Regions from separate parts of the Gossypium raimondii genome. Here region 1 is linked to region 2. The links are chromatin contacts, called in public Hi-C maps. All regions are on one chromosome and are shown on one strand. Each heading gives the region's core, a stretch centred on a gene start, on an enhancer-like site or on the middle of the called end of the contact. The rest is flanking DNA. Distances are from core to core; before and after follow the strand shown. Region 1 holds the start of LOC105773020 (arogenate dehydratase/prephenate dehydratase 1, chloroplastic). Region 2 holds the start of LOC105772957 (ATP synthase gamma chain, chloroplastic).

What was found. Hi-C and Micro-C count contacts between places; a contact is called where the count stands out from the background.
Region 1: a contact with region 2 is called in a Hi-C map of leaf, with 4 times the contacts expected there. The contact joins the promoter of LOC105773020 here to the promoter of LOC105772957 in region 2. A contact is called at or near these places in 2 of 2 Hi-C or Micro-C datasets (both in leaf).

Annotation. Positions count from the first base shown.
Region 1 is chr6:51,093,599-51,097,416 of ASM2569854v1, forward strand. LOC105773020 (arogenate dehydratase/prephenate dehydratase 1, chloroplastic) reads left to right here and starts at 1,686. Exons shown (of 11, transcript XM_012594588.2): 1 at 1,686-2,635; 2 at 3,750-3,817. The coding sequence starts at 2,365.
Region 2 is chr6:50,953,531-50,957,234 of ASM2569854v1, forward strand. LOC105772957 (ATP synthase gamma chain, chloroplastic) reads left to right here and starts at 2,425. Exons shown (of 2, transcript XM_052632835.1): 1 at 2,425-3,704. The coding sequence starts at 2,617. LOC105772956 (pentatricopeptide repeat-containing protein At1g11710, mitochondrial) reads left to right here. Exons shown (of 2, transcript XM_012594482.2): 2 at 1-1,658. The coding sequence ends at 1,412.

The DNA of each region.
Region 1 (3,818 bases), core at 436-2,935, 140 kb after region 2:
TGGATAAGCTTAAACTTTGTTGTTGTTGTTTTGCTATTATATTACTACTATTTTATTGTTATTGTTTGGACATTACATAAGTCTTATTTTATTGTTAATTTGCTACCATTTTAAATCCATTTACTTGCTAAATTAGAAATATATTAGTGTTATTAAAGTTGGAATTTTAGATTTTTGAAGCTAAATGGAACTCAAATCTAAAAATCGACCCAACCTGGTGGTAATCAAGTCTAGTCATCAGAATGTTAAATTGAAAGTGACTCACTCAGCCAACAATGTTACAAAGCTTAGAAGAATTGAAATGGATGTGTCTGCTGTAAAGGCCCTAGTGCCTCGTTTTGAGTTTGTAGCTTTTTGTTTTAGGTGCCAATCTAGTAATTGTGTATGCTCCATCACCTTACTAAATACAGATAATCCTTTGTTGTACGACATTCACAACTTGATTATGTACTATATTATTGATTTTAATTAATAAATAAGATATATTAAAAAATTGGATAAAAGTATCATAAAAGTTCCTATATCAAGAATTAAATTGTATCTTATTAAAAAAATGAGTAAATTTAAATTAGATTTGATCATGGGCTAGGCCGATGTCAAATTTTATACCTAAGTTTGACTCAAAAAATAGACCTAAAATTTTGCTCAAACTTGACCCAGATAAAAAAATACTAAACCCGAGCCTACTTGGCCTGCCCATATTGAAATTTTTTATATTATTTTTATATAAAAATAAATTTAAAAAATACAATACATCAAATATACTAAAAACATTAAAATAAATATTTCCCAATAAATTGAAAATACATTAAAAAAATCTTTATACTTAAATAATACTAAGATAGTTACAACTTAGCAAGCAAATGCCTTTAAAATAGTAACAAAATTAATAATAAAATAATAGTTATACAATTTCCAAATAATAATAACAAAATAGTAGCAAAACAAAGCAAAATGACAACAAACAGCAATAGAAATTTTTTTAAAAACAGATCCGGGCTGGATCAAGTCCAGGCAAAAAAATTTTACCTGAGGCCCAACCCATTTCGAAAACGGGTGTTATTTTTTGTCCAAGTTCATTTTTCGGATCTATATTTTTGTCCAAACTCTCCCACTTTTTCGAGCGGGTTTTCAGGTCTAGGCAAATGGCCCAATCCATGATCAAACCTAATCTAAATTAGTTCTTGTAGTTAAATAAAAAAGCAAACTGATCATTTCTATTAAAGAACATACATTTTTACTATTAAAAACTAACTTGACTAATGAAATAACTAAACAATTATACATGGTGTGCCACATGTACCTCATGTTGACATATATAAACTAATTTTAATAATAAAATAGATAGATATTTAAAAAATGAACCAATTTGCTCTAATTTATTTACTTTTGAATAAAAGAACAAAATATAAATTAACTTATAATACAAAAACTTTTTTTAGATCGATAAATATTTTAAATAGAAAATTGAGAGTTCCGGTTCAATTTGACAATTCACCTAAAAATACTAAAATTTATCGAAATAAAAGAATATGAATTTGAGTTCCTTATCTTTTATTTAAAAGTGAAAATAGGGTACAATTTTATATGAATAAAAAGTACAAGGGATAAGATTTCTTAAAAAAAGTCCAAAATTGAGATATTTTATTTAAATAACTTTAGTAACGCCTGAACTGGATTTTGATAACGCTACAGAAAACATTTGGAAGAATATACTATCTAATATTTATTTTCTTCCCCAATACAATTTAATGTTATGGTTTAAGCCAGCTCAGCCATTATTGTGAAATTTGGAAGGCCATTTCCAGGTTTCCAAAACCATTCCCTGATTATACTCTTCCTATTCTCCTCTATTTAATATCATATATGGAAGGTTTGGTGGTGATATAGTTGTTCCCAGGACCCAGGTTTCACTCTTGAAGATTGGATTCTCATTGGATTGCTTGGCTTCACCTTTGTTTTTTTTCCTTTCCTTCTTTGACGTCAAACACCCTCTAATCTAAGGAAACGTGTAGCCAACTTTCCTTTCCCAACTACCCTCTTCTTTTTCTAGTCTACCCAAGTTCTTTGAATTACCAGTAACATTTGTTTGATTTCTCAGTTGAAAAGAAGGGGAGAAAAAAATAGTTTGGGCTTTTCTTTTTTGAGTAGTTTTGTGTTATGGGGTCCATTCATACTTAACCTGCATTCTCCTTTCAAGTTGCCTCTCACTCTGTTTCACCAACAACACCGCACCACCAAACTTGATTCTTTTTTTCACTCATTGAGAGGTTGAAGTTTTGGCCTTTTCTTGTTCTTTTGATAGAAAAATAGCAGGACATTGGCATTGTGTTATTTGGTTTTTGAGATTTCTTGTATTTTTTGATGGCTTTGAAGTGTGTTCCGATCTTCTTTTGTTCTCAAAAGCCTCAGTCTCTTCTTGAGATACCAGCTTTGGGGTATAGCCGAGGTAGGATTGTGTTGGATTTGAGGACTATTAGATTGGAATGCTGTGCTTTGGGTGCTTCAGCACAAAGTGCTATTTGTCTTGTTGAAGACGAGAAGCCTGGGGCCAAGACATCTCCCACTGGGAAGATTGATAACGATGGGAACACAATCTCAAGGGGGTTTCACAAGGACTTGAATCTTCTTCCTAGTAATCTAACTCGGTTCTAGTACTTTCAACTAATATTGGGTTTTAATTTTTTTTTTTATAATTCTCTTCCTATAATTTTATTGAGTTGTTGAATGAATTTTAGATGTGATGGAAGCTATGCTTTGTTCTATAAATTAGCATTAATGAAATTATAGATGGAAATAATGTTCATTTCATTTTTAATTTTTGATGCAAATATTTTGATTGAGGTTGAAAAGAATCCTAAAATATGTTGAAGGGCAATGTAGATGGGTCCATTTGTTGTTCTAGTGTTTATAGCTAAATGAAAGGTTCTACTTTGAATGAGTTTGAATAAAGGACAGTTGGAACATTCGTTAGGATTAATGATGTTTCATTTGATATGTAGAATTACATTTATGAGGCCAATTATATTCAATGTCAGTTGTTTGAATGTGCTTCAAGGTTATGTAGCTATGTAAAGATAGAAGATGGCTGCTATTGTCTCCTGCTTGGAACTGTTTTGGACTATTCGGTCCCATGGAACCGTTGGTTTAGCAAGAAAGTAAATACAAAATGAGATTCCTAGCTTGGCAGTTGAGATTTACTTTGTTGATGGCTTTTGATGCTTATGATCTTTAGTTATGTTTGTTTGAAGCCGGACATAAAAATTTTGCACTGAATCATGCATCGCTTACTTTTACGAACAACATCTTCTGCTAACATGTGTAGTTATGAGTAGGAGGAATATTCTTTTTTGGAACTTTTGAGTATCATGCATAATGTCAAGCCAATGGGATGGGATAGGACTCTCACGTGGATGAACTTGAGTTGTTCAAGGTTTGAATGACTCCCAAATGTACTCACTCCGCATGTGTACGGATAAAGGAGTATAACCGTTACCTGATCTAGGACAGGATTAATTCATACTTGTATACAATGAATATCTTTCCTTTCAGATGTAATTTAATTAGGTTGGACCGTGTACTTGAATGATCTAGTGATTTCATTGATCGTGGACGTGCTCTATAAATTTATTTCCAATTTTCTTGTATTATTCTTTTATAAGGTATTGTGTCTTATCTTTAATAACTTGGACCGTTACAGGGTTTTGGTCAATGCAATTTCTAAGATTGAATATGTAACTGTTTTGTAGAACCGCTGTCCAAAACCGATCTATCTCCATTTCCTGATGATGGTTCAAACGTGCGGGTTGCTTTTCAGG
Region 2 (3,704 bases), core at 1,175-3,674:
TGAGTCAACTATTGAAGTTAAATGAAATTGTTAGATTTTGGAACATGTATAAGGAAATAATTTCTTACGGGTATATTGAGAATTTGAATACTTTTAACTTGGTTGTATATGCTCTTTGTAAGGAATGTAAATTGCTAGAAGCTATTTCGACATTTTATCGGATGTTGAAGAGTGGGATCCTGCCTAATATTGTTACTTTCAACATGATAATAGATGGAGCTTGTAGGGTGGGTGGCATAGAGCTTGCTTTGAAGCTAGTTGAAAAGATGGGAGTAATGTCAGAGAACTTTGTTTCGCCCAACACCGTAACTTATAATTCTATCATTAACGGGTTTTGCAAATTAGGGAAAGTTGCGTTTGCAGAAGAAGTCCTTAATGATATGATTAAGGCAGGTGTCAAGCCTGATGTAAGGTCTTATGCAGCAATGATAGATGGTTATGCACGAGGAGGGTGTTTGGAGGAGGCATTAAGATTGTGTGATGAAATGGCGGAAAGGGGCTTGATGCCTAATACAGTTGTTTATAATTCAATCCTCCATTGGCTTTACTCAGAAGGTGATATCGGGGGATCTTCTTTAGTATTATCGGACATGATTGACAAGCATGTATTCCCTGATCAATTCACTTACTCTACTGTTATACAGGGGCTTTGCAGAAATGGATATGTGATGCAAGCTTTTAAATTTCATTGCCAGATTATGGAAAAGAATGTCATTGAAGACACATTCTCACACAATATTCTCATCAATTACCTTTGTAAAAGCAATGATTTATCAGGAGCCATGCAACTTGTGGGTAGCATGTTCATCCGTGGTTTAATTCCAGACTTGGTCACCTATGGTGCTTTAATTGATGGGTATTGCAAGGAAGGGAAACTAGGAAGTGCTGTTTGGGTCTACGAAAAGATGAAGGTGGAGAAAAAGCCCAACATAGTGATATATAACTCTATTCTTAATGGATTGTGCAAGGAGATGTCAATGGATGCTGCAAGACGGATGATAGATTCGTTAAAGAGTCTGGGTTTACCTGATGCTATAACATATAATACTCTCATTAACGGTTATTTCAGCTGTGGTAATATGGATGAGGCATTTTCTCTGTTAATGGAGATGCGAAAGGTAGGGAGGTTTGTAAACACAGTAACTTACAATACATTGATAAACTTTCTTTGCAAGTGTGGGTGCATTCAACAAGCAAAAGAACTAACGAAGAGAATGGTTCTAGAGGGCCTGATTCCTGATTTTATAACATACACGATGCTCATTACATGTTCTGCTAAGAATTGTAGCGCAGATGAAGTTATTGAATTGCATGACTCCATGGTGCTTAACGGAGTGGTTCCTTACCGACAGACGTATCAAGCTATTGTCAGACCCCTCCTTGGGGAAGAAAATGAGGAGACAAGAGTTTAGTTTTTATATTTTCTTACTCATGTTAGTTCAGTTGCCTTTGATTTTTCCCCCCCTTCATTCTTATTCATTGTCATCAGATAATGAACAACCGAGAACTTTTTCTTTATGTCAAATAAATATAGAGATTTCGCCTATGGTGTGGATTGTAGCCAATTATGCAGCTGTCGAACACGACAGGTTGCTAATTTATGCCATTGTATGTATTATTATGTGAAATTTTCTACTCGAAAATCAGTTTTAGGAAAAGATGATGTTATGATGATTGTTTCTGTTTTGTTTATAAGTTGGATATGCATTCAGGGGCCTGGAAGTTCTTGAATTGGCCTGTTCTTTCCTTTCTCATTACCTAGAGCTCTAGATCTCATAGGTTCAAAGGAGTAGACATTGACAGTTAAAAGCTCTTGCAACACTGATCTAGGAAGATGATGGAGCATTTCGGTTCTGATGCAAGATGTTTCGACCTGTTAAATTGGAATTGATCTTCTGCATAATTTTGACTAATGATGTATCGGTCCATGAATGTGTGGCCTTGAAATTTCATCATCTTTTTTGTTCCTTTTTTTTTCCTCATTTCTTATTGTTACAGGGTATAGAACACCAGCAATATGTCGAAGGCAACGCATTTGTTTTCTGAAATGTAATCTTTTGATTTTTTTGTATGGAAGTATGATAGACATTCAAATCATAAAGCTCTTTTGACCTGTTCTCCAACCATTTTTACAGAAAATCAGTTTTTTTGCAACATAAAGTCTATGGCTTTTCTTATCAGGTACAAACCTTTTCCACACATATTTCCTGGAAATTAACACAAGTAAATATTGTAAGTACGGTTGAAAAGTATCAAAATTCATGGAGTGGCATATACCTTTCAGAATAGGGAACCTATCAAGTTAAGATCCAAGAAGCAACCATTCAGAGGTTGCCACTTCAAAAAGGCCCCATCAAGATGTAATGGTGAAATATCAATGGACCAAAATTTCAAAATTCTTATCCCAAAACCTCATCCATTCCCTCCCTCTCACTTCCACACATTCCCTCTGATTTCCTCCATACCAGAAACTACTCTCCAACACACAAAAGGATAAGACTTGATAAAAATCAAAATACAAAAGCAAGCCATTGTAGGAAAAAGCTCTTTCTCTTGCTCTCTTTAGAGTAAATTTCTCTTGCAATCCTTTGTAGAGCTCCGGGATCCATTGTCACCATGTCTTGCTCAAATCTGACAATGTGGGTGTCCTCAAAACCCTCTCTTTCTGACACTTCTTCACTCTCTTTCCGTTCTTTCATCAGCCCTTTTCAGCTCCCATCTCAGAGCTCAACCCCCGGTAACCCTTCCAGGTCCTCATCTGTAACCCCAGTTCACTGTGGTCTTCGTGAGCTTAGAGACCGTATTGATTCAGTAAAGAACACGCAGAAGATCACTGAAGCCATGAAACTTGTGGCTGCTGCTAAAGTTAGGAGAGCACAAGAAGCTGTTGTCAATGGCAGACCTTTCTCTGAGTCCCTGGTTGAAGTTCTTTACAACATCAATGAACAGCTCCAGACTGAAGACATAGATGCTCCTCTCACAAACGTCAGGCCTGTCAAAAAAGTTGCTTTGGTTGTTGTTACTGGTGATCGTGGTCTCTGTGGAGGTTTTAACAATGCTATCATCAAGAAAGCTGAAGCTAGAATTGCAGAATTGAAGCAGCTTGGACTTGATTATACAATAATCAGTGTGGGGAAAAAGGGTAATTCATATTTCATCCGCAGGCCTTACATCCCAGTGGACAGATTCCTAGATGGTAGCTCACTCCCTACAGCTAAAGAAGCTCAGGCAATTGCTGATGATGTTTTTTCACTCTTTGTTAGTGAAGAAGTCGATAAAGTGGAGCTTTTGTACACCAAATTCGTATCCTTGGTTAAGTCTGATCCTGTGATTCATACTTTGCTTCCACTGTCACCAAAGGGTGAAATCTGTGATGTAAATGGTGTTTGTGTTGATGCTGCTGAGGATGAGTTCTTCAGATTGACAACCAGGGAAGGGAAACTGACGGTGGAGAGAGAAGTTATGAGGACTCAGACAGCTGATTTCTCTCCCATTTTGCAGTTTGAGCAGGACCCAGTTCAGATTCTTGATGCTTTGTTGCCTCTTTATCTCAACAGCCAGGTTCTGAGGGCTTTGCAGGAATCACTAGCCAGTGAGCTTGCAGCTAGGATGAGTGCCATGAGCAATGCTACTGATAATGCCCAGGAACTGAAAAAGACCTTGTCTATCGTCTACAACCGGCAGCGTCAAGCGAAAATCACCGG